Regions from separate parts of the Gossypium hirsutum genome. Here region 1 is linked to region 2. A link is a contact called in public Hi-C data. All regions are on one chromosome and are shown on one strand. The core of a region is the stretch at or near the end of the contact, and the rest is flanking DNA. Distances in the headings are between cores, read along the strand shown. Region 1 holds the start of LOC121219929 (myosin-16). Region 2 holds the start of LOC121219925 (probable galacturonosyltransferase 6).

Region 1 (6,044 bases), core at 1,507-4,006, 150 kb before region 2:
CGAATTTCTCACCTTGAGTTGTTATTCCTGACAGTTTTTGCATTTCCAAATGCTTCAAGAACAGGATTTGACTGCATCAAGACATTTAGTGCATAACATTCAGAAGTAGATAAAAATGCATACGAAAAAAATGAGGAACCAGGTTACCTACTAATAATTTCAAATTTTAACTACATGAATGGAAAAGGAGATTTAGGCGCCATTGATTTGTCAAAAGAAAAACTAGAATGAATAACTATTACACGTAAAGTTGAATTTCCTTGTACTTTTTGGGTGTCTGATTCTATTTGCAGGTAGTTTATTACAGATCCAGAATTCGTTAAACGTACATATAGATTTTCATGAAAGGTAAAATAGAGGCGAAGATATAACTAAAACAAATGCGAAAACAATAAAATGGTAACAAAATTATTACTTTTCAAGATCTATGCATTTAATCATCTGGTTTCAAGAAAGTTAACATATTACATACTGCCTCATCTGATTTGTATTCAATATTTTTGTTTGTCAACCATGTCATAGTGTGCTACATCTCCAGATCAACATTTGTGGAATCCAGCATGAAGGCAAAATTACATGAAAATCTGACTTTGTAGTCTGAACAAGTAAAATAACCATCTTACTGATTCGCATGCAGTTTTCAGAAATGGACCCCAAAAGACAAAGAAAAATAGCTGAATATAGAGACGCAAAAAAGCAACTGTTCAAGCCCTTTTTTTTTTCTATCCTCTCTGAGCTTGTAAACTACTGCTAAAATGCCAACATCTGCTCCCTTACTGCACATTCTATATCCTCTCTGAGCTTGTTAGGCCCCTCTACTAAAGCGCAAGATTTCTCACACAATGCTAATTCTTCATTATATGCTAGTATCTTAAGGATAATACCTGGGTTAAAATTTTGAGGAAATATACCCTTTTTTCCATTTTTAGTCTTTATCCTAGAGATACTCTTTCATTCTAGTCTTTCTAGATAAACTTAGAAGAGGAAATCAAAGGAAATTTAAAGGATATTATTTTTGTGTACTTTTCTCTTACTCATTTGACGATGTTAGAGGAATTGTCACACTGTTAAATAAGTAGATTATTTTTTCCATAATCCAATGAGTAGATCCCCTGTGTTTAAAAAGGCTGTAATAAGATTGTTGCGTCTTACAAATTAAAGCACAAAGCATGAAACACAAAATAGTTTTCTATATGTCTTAACACCAATACTTTTAGGCATAGCTAAGTCTACTCTTGGATAACATCACACCATAACATAGTCATTGCACCCAACAACTATGACCACATTAACACCTCTTGTAGAACACGCTAGAGAACAATGATGTATTATTGCCTTAATTAATTACATAATGACAGCTCCAAAACTTTTTAGTCCTCATATTGTGTGCTTCAAGCATTTACTTGACTCTAAGCCAAAGATAAAGATTGAAATATTAGCTTACTTCAGTTCAGAATAGAGTTAGATCATCCAGCTTACTTCTAGAACTTTTCGTTCAACAGTCCGTGCTTCAGCAGCAGCATGGCCACCCAAATATGCAAGATAGCGCATAATCATTTTGGTGGTTTCAGTCTTACCTGCCCCACTTTCACCACTGACTAGTATAGAATTGGATTTGCCTTCGTTATTCATAGCCCTAGTTGAAAGTTATACAATTCTTAGTCAACCAGCTCCATTATCTTTAAACTATACACAGACAAAACATAGACATAGTTACCTATATGCAACATCAGTAATCGCAAAAACATGAGGGCTCCGATCCCCTAGTTGAGCCCCTTTATAGCTGTCCATCAATTCAGTATCATATAAATGTGAGATTGCTTGGAATGGATTGATGGCAATGAGAATGTTCCCACAGTACGTCTGCCACAAGGTCAGAAAAGGTATCACTAGCAGATTCATAGCAGCAATACTTAATGGTTCAAAACCAAAAATGAGGTTGATCTTACATAAATCTCTTTGATTCCGTATCTGGTGGCCAAATTGTGAAGCACAGCAGGCTCGTGCAAGTATGATAGCTTAGTCATATCATCAACACCCGTATCGGGTGCTTCCATATCCTTGGGATACAATTTAGATAACTTTGTAGTAACCTAACCAACATTATGATGAAAAAAATTGAAAAACTGGGTTATTAAGATCCATTGCAATTAATAGTACTGAAAAAGCTGAACCAAAATGTAAAGCTTTTTAAGAAGCATAAATCTGTCTTACCTGGTTCCCATTAATAGTTTCAACCTCAGCTTCATTTCCATTAACACTAGTTACAACCCCATCAACCCAAGCCAATTCCTGGTCTTCAACCCATACATGGGAACCTACAGTAATTTCCTGTGGCATCAACAGCACCAGTTTTTAGGGAGATCAAATTAGTAATCTTATTGTATGCTTTGAAGAAAATTACATGAACTCTACCTACCATTCCTTACAGTGAATGTAAAATTCCTTGGAGTTTGATTGAAATCAAATGAAACCCATCACTTTGGATAAGGGTTCTAACCCAAAAGCCGATGCAACAGGAATGTCACCATTGATGGGTTCGAAGGAAGAAAGTAAAAGAAAAACAAGGCAGAAATAAAGATTTTTTTTTCTTTCCCAGAGAAGGAAGAGCATGTTGTTGGTTGGGTCGAGATTGGAATTGGGATTGGTTTGAGCAAAACGCGATAATCGGAGCACTCCATGGATTTCGCCATTTCTCTTGGAGCCTCGTGTGGTTCGTTTTTCCTTTTCCTTTTATACGTTTTCAACGGAGAAGGTGAGGGTGCCCCTTACAATCACACTCTGTAGGGGAAAATGGCTAAAATTTGACACAAGTTCCTGTACTTTTCATAAATTTAGAATTTAGTCCCTTAATTTTCAGACTTAAAAATACAAAGTCAATTATTAACCCCTTAATTTTTTTGTGTGTTTCAGATTCATGTCATTCTTTTAGTTACATGATTAGTAAGTGAGTATTTTTTTTATTTTAAAATGTCACACTAACAAATTTAACAGTAAATTAGGCCTAAATTTTAATATTTAAAAAATAAAAAGACTAAATAATTAAAAGTAAAAGTAGGGTTAAATTTCAAATCTGTAATTTATAGTTTATTTTAACCAAAAAAAACAATAAATTAACAAATTAAATAAATAAATCGACATTAAATTATATTTATTTGTTAAATATTAATTAAAATTTTATGGTATATTTAAAATTTGTGTTTTCTTTAGGAATATACCAAATAATTATTCAAAATTAAATCTAATTATATTTATAAAGGTGCATTTTCAAATTAAATTTTGCAATATACCAAATAATTATTCAAAATTAAAATTTTCTTGGTGGGCGGTAATTACGTTTCCCCTTTTCAAGATATTGTTTTCCTAGAAATGTTAATTTTGGTGTTCTAGCATATTGCAAGCATTGTTCTTTTACTTGGAGGATGTTAGACATAGTGTTACAAGGTTATCAAATACTTTAAAGAGCTAATAATCTTACTAGGATTTTGATCATATCATTGTTGATATGTAAATTTGATCATGGGTTAAGTTGAGTCGGGTTTATGTAAATTTTTAAGTTCGTTTTTTTAAGTTGAGTCTGGATTGAAAAAATAAATTTAAAATTTTATCCAAATCTGATTCAGATTAAAAATGTTAAACCCGAACCTAATATGACACGTAACAAACACTTTTAACTAATGAACATATATTTTTATTGAATTAGTGATTAATATACGTAAATTTTTGTTAATTTAATCGATAAAACAATATTTTGTTGAGTTAATTTGGGCCTAGCCCGAATTATATCTGATTCCAGACCGGGCTTAACCAAAAATAATACACCCATATTTAGGCGAGTCGGGTAAAGAGCCTGATCCAAATTTTGGACCCACCAACAGATACTAAAGCTTTACAGGTGGCAACACAGACTTCAACTTGCGTGGATGCCTCACCCATCGTTAATTTGGAACAGATCAAAGGAAAACGCTACATAACCTAGAAAATCTAGGTTTCTACTGTCGGTGGCGCGGCCGGCCGCCGCTCAACGCCACCTGTCTCCTCCTTCCGGCGGGGGTTTCTCTGTTCCTCTTGTTGAAACTTTCAATATCGTTGCATCTTTCTTCCTCTCTTTTTACTTTTTTTTTTTGGTTTAACAGTTTCCTTGGGTCCTTGTTTTGATGGCGGCGGTGGAGGAGGCACTTTTGGCTTTGTAACGATGCCGGGAAAATCCCACATGTCCCGTCGCAGCTGCCTCTTTTGTTCCCCTTGCTCTTGATCTCTTACCAGTGCTTGGGGTTCCCGAAGCAGTTCCGAAATAGATCTTTTCCGTGTCCAGCCGCCGCTCCTGCCACCGTTTGGGTTCATTGCCAGGTCTTCTTTTCCCTTGCCCAAAGCTTACCCTCTATATTTTGTTGCCGGAGTAGGCCTTGTGGTGCCCAAATCTGATATGAATATGGCGTCTACTGTTTAGAGTTGGTAATGATAGGCTGATAACCGCTTGATTCGTAAATGACTTATTACGATAAGTACGATAAGTACGATAAGTTCTCATCAGTTAAAAAAAGAAAAGAAATATGCATGACAAAAGAAACCACGTCTCTCTCTCTCTCGGGCACCTTTTTATCATCTCTTTTTGGAACCCTAAAATTAATTCAGATTCAGATTCTTTTCTTTTCTCTTTTTTGTAAAGCAATTTCATTGAATTGAAAATGAAACAATTACACCTGAAGGCTCAAACAGATGAACCCCATATAAAAACTCTAAAACCAATCCACCAACATGTTACATGAACACCCATGCACATACACATACATAATACATATATAAAGAGATAGAGATGGAGAAAACCATAAGAGAGTTTATTTAATTTGGTGAGGGACCTGATTTTCCATAAACAGAGGTATGCCCTGTAACGTTACCACCGATGACTGGTGCCGACGAATGTTCAGTAGGAAGCACATTTGGAGGAGGACATGATTCTCCATAAACAGGGGTATACCCTTTCGCGTTACAACCGATAACTGGTGCAGAAGAATGGTCGGTAGGAACCACACGAGCTGCAACTAGTTGCCAGGCTAAAATCAACACCGACATGATAACAAGTGCTTTGGAAGTGATCCTATAATGGTAGGCCGCCATTGATGTTCGACGATGAGCAGGAGAGAGAATAATGGGTGAAGTAGGAATTTGATTTAAAGGAAGACGAGGTATACAAGTGCTGCTTATGTAGGCAATATAGAAGCTTCAACACCGACCAATTGGCAGCTTACTTTCGGCACAAGATTTTGATTCGTTTATGCTGACCGCCGTAATTTCCAATGAGTAAGTCATAGTTATTGTACACTGGAAAGTAAACGAATCAATGGTTGAAAATGGTGGGTCTAATCAACAGCTGGATTGGGTAGAAAAGGGTCTTCCGAGTTTCAAACTTTTGGGCCATGTTTGTTTCTATGGGCCTCAGGTCCTTTGTGATTCAGATAGGGAAAGTTGCCCACTCTATTTCCATTTTTGGGTCCTTTACTTACATCAAACGAGAATTACTAATTTACCATCATCTCCCTACTCACAAAAAAATTAGGATTTCATCAATAGTCTTTGGCTGCCAAGTTGGGCATTCGAGATCATTTGAAAATTTATACATGTATTTTTTTAAAATGAAAGTTATATTTTTCAAGTTTAAAAATTAAAATGGATTTAATTGTCAAAATCAAGTATTAAAGTAAAGTAAAAAAAAAATACAGGTACCAAAGCAAATCTAGCTATCAAGTCAAGTTTAGGGTCCAAAATTATATTATCCCTATAATTTATTATAAACATAGAAAATTGGTTGAGTTGAGTTGGCCTCGGGTCTTTAAAGTTTGAGCCCCACTCACATTTTAAATGGATCTAATTTTTTTACCTAAACCCATTTTCAAGCATAAAATTTTTGTCCAAGAACCATGATTAAGATTACATCTTCCAAAATGATTGTCATTGTTACATGAAAAATGGAATGTAAAAAATATCTAGTCTCCATCTTTCCACCAAAGTTATGAGCGTCTTAACAAAATAGGATGTATTTTAGC
Region 2 (5,917 bases), core at 485-2,984:
TGTCTTAAATGTTGATTCACAAATTAATTTAAAATTTAGAGTTTATTTCAGTAAAATTAAAATTTAAAATTATTTTTTATAGAATTAATATATTTTTCTTATCTATTTTAAGGTCAATAGATATTAATCCTATCAAATTTTGTGATTATCTCTTTTAATAATGTCGTTTTTAAATTTTTTATTAATTTATCTAAAGTGATTAATTTCATGATAATACATATTAATTTATTATTTGTATATGATTCTAAATAGTTATCATAAATTTAATTTTTTATAATTAATATAAAATACAACATGTTAATATTAATAAAATTTAAAAATAAATTTTCAAATAATTAATTATTACCAAATAAAATTTAATTTAAAATTAAGTTATATCAATAAATAAAAATAATTTAAAAATCCCGGCGTAACGGGGCTTAATAATCCTATTTGAAATATTAAATTAAAAACCTATGCTTTTACAATATAATCTATTAATTAATTATTATTATTATTATTATTATTATTATTATTTACAACCAAAATAATGAGTTAGTACACATATATATATTTAATATATTATTTTTTCCAATAAAATAATCTTTATGACTGCTCGTTAATTGGCAATTGTAGTTGGCATGAGCCTTGGGGAGTTAGACACACATTTCATGTGCAAGTGACACTTATTAAAAAAGTTGAATATATATATATATATTTAATTGAGTTAATATTAAAAAAAATACAATCAACTATAATTTATTTATTTTTACACATATAATACAACGAAGATGAAAATTTTAATATCCTAGTAAAATACTTGTTAGCTGATTAAGAAAAAAACATACACCATCTTTTGGATTGATAATGAATGGTATAATTTTATATTTGCATAATTAGTTTGTTAAGTAAATTACATTTAATTTCGAAAGTTATAAAATAGTCATTGAATTATTCAAATATTTTTATTTTAGTTACTGGATTTTTAAGTCTTTTTTTTTTAAGTTTGGCTAGCGAGCTTTGAACAATGATTCAACAATCGAATGTAGTAGAACAATACTCATTGACTAGTAGAATAAGATATCTTAGATCTAAGTTGATATAATAATCGGTGTCAGATATCGAAAAAGAAAGCTGTTTGGAAATTGGTTCGCAAATTCATGACATTCAAAGTTATTTTATGAAGAAAACTAAATTGTAGAAGAGGAAGAGAGGTTTATCCTTTTGATTGGTTCCAGAGGCGAGAATGGAGAAGGTCATACAATGACGATTTTAACATCCCAGTGACTTAAATGAAATTTTTTTAATAGTTTAGTGACCATTTAGTGACTTTTTGAAGTTGAGTGATTAAAATGTAAAATTACTAATAGTTCAATAACTTTGAGTTTAGTTTACCCTAAACTTAAGAGATATAATTGCTATTAGAAGTTGAGTGATGAAATTGCAAGGATTTTATTTTTGGTGACCAAAATGAAAATACCCTAAAAGTGAGTAACTAACTAGGTAGTTTACCCTAAAAGTTGGCGTGTAAAGTTTTTTTTCCGTTCTTTTTTTTGCCAACAGATACAGTTACAGCTGTTGAAAATTAAATTTTATAATAGTTCAAAAATAATTTCCCAAATTAATTTGGACAGCTAAGCTACAATTTATTTTCTAAAAGAATTTCAATCTCGTCATAGTGATGGCTAAAATCAACGGCCAATATTAATCATCCACATCATTAACCAATGAGTAAGCCACCACACCCCCATGTCCATCTCTCTCCCTCGTCTTCTCGCGATTCAAATCTCCTTCGTATATAATATGAAATCTGCGAAGTCAAAGCTGTGAGAGTTCAAAACACCTTGCCCCCAGGTCATGCCAGAGTATATGTATATATATATATGTTAATTTGTTAATTAATAATTAGTATGATTCTAGAATTCCAGATCAGAAAAAACAATTTAATTCTCTAAATCATAAAAATGGAAAAAAATTTAAAAAGTTGAAAAAAAAGCAAGAAAATCGGAAAAAAGAAAAGAATAAAAACGATGAGGAAAAGTCTCCTTCCTCATGTTGTTGAACCGTAAACCGAAAACGTGAACGAAGTTCCAAAGGTACGGTTTTCCCCTCTGGAAAAAGCGCCAAAAGCAAAAAATGAAGCCCTAATTTTTTTTATTTAAATTTTTTGAACTTCGGTTCCTTGTAACTTAAGCATCGAATCATTGCCGATTTGAATTTGTGAAATGTGCTTCTCGGAGAACGATTAAGAGAAGGAAAGAGGAAACTCACCAGGCGAAGTGTGTGTGTATGTTTTTTTTTAAAAATTGCCTTTTTTTTTTGTAAATTTTATCGATTGATGAAGAAGTATCGCCGATGGCTGAGGATTGTGATCCTCTCTTTGCTTTCTTTATCTGTACTGGCTCCAATCGTGGTGGTTTCTTTCAGACTCAAAACCCTCACTTCCATCGGTAATCATCTTTGAATCTTTCTTTTTTTTCTTGAAAATTCGAATGCATTTTTATCGTTAATGAAGTAGTTGATGAGACAAGAAAGCCAAAGAGGATTACTTAGCGGTAATTTTTGTGTCTTAGCTTACAGAAAAATATATGTACAACTTTAAGCTAACATCCATTGTCTAATCGAATCTGCTTTCATTTATAATATAATATTTTTGGCCTTTCATTTATTTGATTTCCTTTTTAATTTAATTTAATTTAACTTTTGAGATGTTGACTGATCTTGTTTTCTTCGCATTTTTTTTCTGTGACGACAGGCAAGAAAGATTTCATTGAGGATTTGGCTAGTATCGTATGGATCTCTCTTACTTGAATCTGTTCTATTTTTTCTTTAACTTTTTGGTAGATTTGTAAATTTTTTTTGGTTTGATACAGAAGCATAGGGCAGATAATTTAAGATTCAATGCAATTGAACAGGTAGCTTTAAGATTTATGGCTTTAGCTCACATTTTTGCTATGGGCATTTTATCTTGAAATGATTTTAACAGTTTATGCTTATCAATCTTTGTCGCTTTCTTATTTAGGAAGGTGCTGAAGAATTAAAAGGTCCAGAACTTATTGTTTTCAAAGAGAAGAATTTTAGTTCAGTAGTTAGTCACATTTCTGATAAGAATCATGATCTGTTAGAAACAAATGGTGAGTATTACTTGGGTTGCATGTACTGTTCTTGAATCTTTTAAAACAAATGTGACTCTGAGTTGCTCCATTTCTAAATTCTGAAACTACTCATGAAGGAAAAGAGAAGCATCAAATTCAACAGAGTACGGAAGGGGTGAACTCCACGGACAAGGTGTGTTTATGTTTCTTAAGTATTACAAGCTGCTATTCATTTGAATGTAAGTTTTTAGAGTATGTTGCAGTAACATATAGTTTTAGTCTTGTGAGGATAGCAGGTGATGGTATTGTTGCTATATTATTATTGTGAATCTATATGATGAAGACAGGTTCTGTTTTTCTGGCACCAAATAGTTTTGGTAAAATTATCAGCCTTCAAAATTGCACCAGACCTCCTCCTTGTATCATTTTGTGTCACAAATTCAGTTTTTGCTTTGCTTGTAATGTAAAAATCATTGAAGCACTCATCTTTAAATCCGAGCAAATACCAGAACAAATTCCATTTGTCATTCTTGTGACCAAAAATTTCTTCTGTAATCTTGCCATTAGAACCTGAAGCTTACAAACAGGGCTTTTTTCCCCTGTTGGGGTGGGGTTAACATATAGTTATTGAATTCATCTATAACATATAGTTAACACTTACTTATTGGATGTAGGAGCAACCTAACCAAGAAACAGGCGGACCTGATCAGCATTTGCAGTCTCAACCTTGTAGGGCGGATGAGAAGGTAAGGAAGATGAGAGATCAGCTCGTTAGAGCAAAAGCATATTTAAGTTTTCAACCACCAAATACCAACTCCCACTTGATGAAAGAGTTGAGAAATCGAATCAAAGAGATTGAACAAGTAATTGGTGAAGCCAGCAAGGATTCTGATTTACCACGGAGGTAAAAAAAAAAAAAAAGTAGATAAAACTTACCAATGCATTATATTCAATAATAAACTTGAATTCTTGATTACCATTCACTAACTAAGCTAGATTTAGGCTTAAATTGCTTCCACTAAATTTTATATCTGAAGAATAGTTGATTTTTCAGGGCTTATCAGAAAATGAGATTGATGGAGTCTGCATTGGGCAAAGCGAATCGTGCATACCCTGACTGCTCTCAGATAGCTAACAAACTTCGTGCCATGGCTAATAATGCGCAAGAACAGATTCGGTCACAGAGGAATCAAGAGTCATATCTTGTTCAACTTGCTGGAAGGACTACCCCTAAAGGACTTCACTGCCTCTCCATGCAGCTGACGGCTGAATATTTTTTCCTTCAACCAGAGGACAGGCAGTTTCCTAACCAAGAAAAGTTGATTGATCCAGACCTTTATCACTATTCAGTATTCTCTGACAATATTCTGGCTTGTGCTGTTGTTGTTAACTCCACAGTTTCCTCTGCAAAGGTAAAACTGTCTTCGCCATTTCCGCCCGTTTTTTTTTGGTTTCATCAGTTTTCATCAAGTTTTGATGTCACCTTAGTGTTCATGCAAGAAGGCTTTGGTGTTTTACACAACTAGTAAATGATTTATTTATTATTTATAATGGATTATAATGATTCGAGTTTCGGTGGCATAAGCTTTCCAAAGTTGCTAAGGAGTTCTTTCACCTTTGCCTCTCTAAAATGAGCCTATGGTTTACATATTGGTTGTTGTAATATACCCTGATGATCAATATTGGCTATGCAGGAACCAGAGAAAATTGTTTTTCATGTGGTGACTGATTTTCTCAACCTCCCTTCAATTTCAATGTGGTTTTTATTAAACCCTCCCGGCAAAGCTACTATCCGTGTTCAGTGCATAGCAGATTTTGATTGGTTATCTACCAAGTACATTTCAACATTGGCAGAACAAAAGTCCAGTGATCCTAGATATACTTCCGTCCTCAACCATCTTCGGTTTTATCTGCCAGACATCTTTCCAGCACTGAATAAGATCGTGCACCTTGATCATGATATCGTAGTGCAAAAAGATTTAACTGAAATTTGGAGTGTTGACATGAAGGGAAAAGTAAATGCAGCAGTGGAGACTTGTACAGAAAGCGAACCTTCTTATCGAGCAATGCATATGTTTGTGAACTTTTCAGACCCGTTTTTGGAACAGAGATTTAATGCCAGTGTTTGCACATGGGCATTCGGCATGAATTTGTTTGATCTCCAAGAATGGAGAAGAAGAAATTTAACCGGGTTATACTGTGATTACTTGCAACTGGTATGAGCTTATTCTTTGATTCTACTGTTGGTTAACAATCATTTTAGTGCCGTGTTTTTCTATTCCGATGAATCTATAAGAATGTTAATTCGAAGCTTTTTGTCAAGATTTATCGCACGCCATATCTTTATCATATGCTTGTTTGCCTCTTCATTGTGTTACAGGGACTTGAAAGGCCATTATGGAAGGCAGGAAGTTTGCCCATAGGTTGGATTACCTTCTACAACCAGACTGTACCTTTAGAAAAGAGATGGCACATGCTCGGGCTAGGTTCCAACACCGATCTCAGTTCGGATGATATTGAGAACGCCAGAGTCTTACACTACGATGGGGTCATGAAACCCTGGTTGGAAATCGGAATCACTAAATACAAAGGCTATTGGACCCAACATTTGCAGTACGACAATCCTTACTTTCAACAGTGCAATATCAATGACTAAATTTGACGATCACAACATACAAAGTGAAGATTTCTTTGATTCATACCACATTACTAGTTGCATCTCAATTGATCTGATTCTTTAACCATCATTTCATGTAAATGTAAACTTATTTTTTCTCCCATCTTTATTACGGCTGTAATCTTTTAGGGGTTGAGTCAAATTTTATGGTCATAAATTTCATAGA

Evidence for each region. Hi-C and Micro-C count contacts between places; a contact is called where the count stands out from the background.
Region 1: a Hi-C map of leaf shows a contact between it and region 2, with 2.7 times the contacts expected there. The contact joins the promoter of LOC121219929 here to the promoter of LOC121219925 in region 2. A contact is called at or near these places in 2 of 34 Hi-C or Micro-C datasets (both in leaf).

The regions. Positions count from the first base shown.
Region 1 is chrD08:62,117,797-62,123,840 of Gossypium_hirsutum_v2.1, reverse strand. LOC121219929 (myosin-16) reads right to left here and starts at 2,756. Exons shown (of 26, transcript XM_041098698.1): 1 at 2,420-2,756; 2 at 2,215-2,331; 3 at 1,950-2,093; 4 at 1,718-1,863; 5 at 1,480-1,636; 6 at 13-71. The coding sequence starts at 2,422.
Region 2 is chrD08:61,967,237-61,973,153 of Gossypium_hirsutum_v2.1, reverse strand. LOC121219925 (probable galacturonosyltransferase 6) reads left to right here and starts at 1,734. Exons shown (of 9, transcript XM_041098692.1): 1 at 1,734-2,429; 2 at 2,735-2,769; 3 at 2,856-2,894; 4 at 3,002-3,113; 5 at 3,212-3,267; 6 at 3,749-3,978; 7 at 4,129-4,486; 8 at 4,769-5,290; 9 at 5,455-5,917. The coding sequence starts at 2,318. The coding sequence ends at 5,730.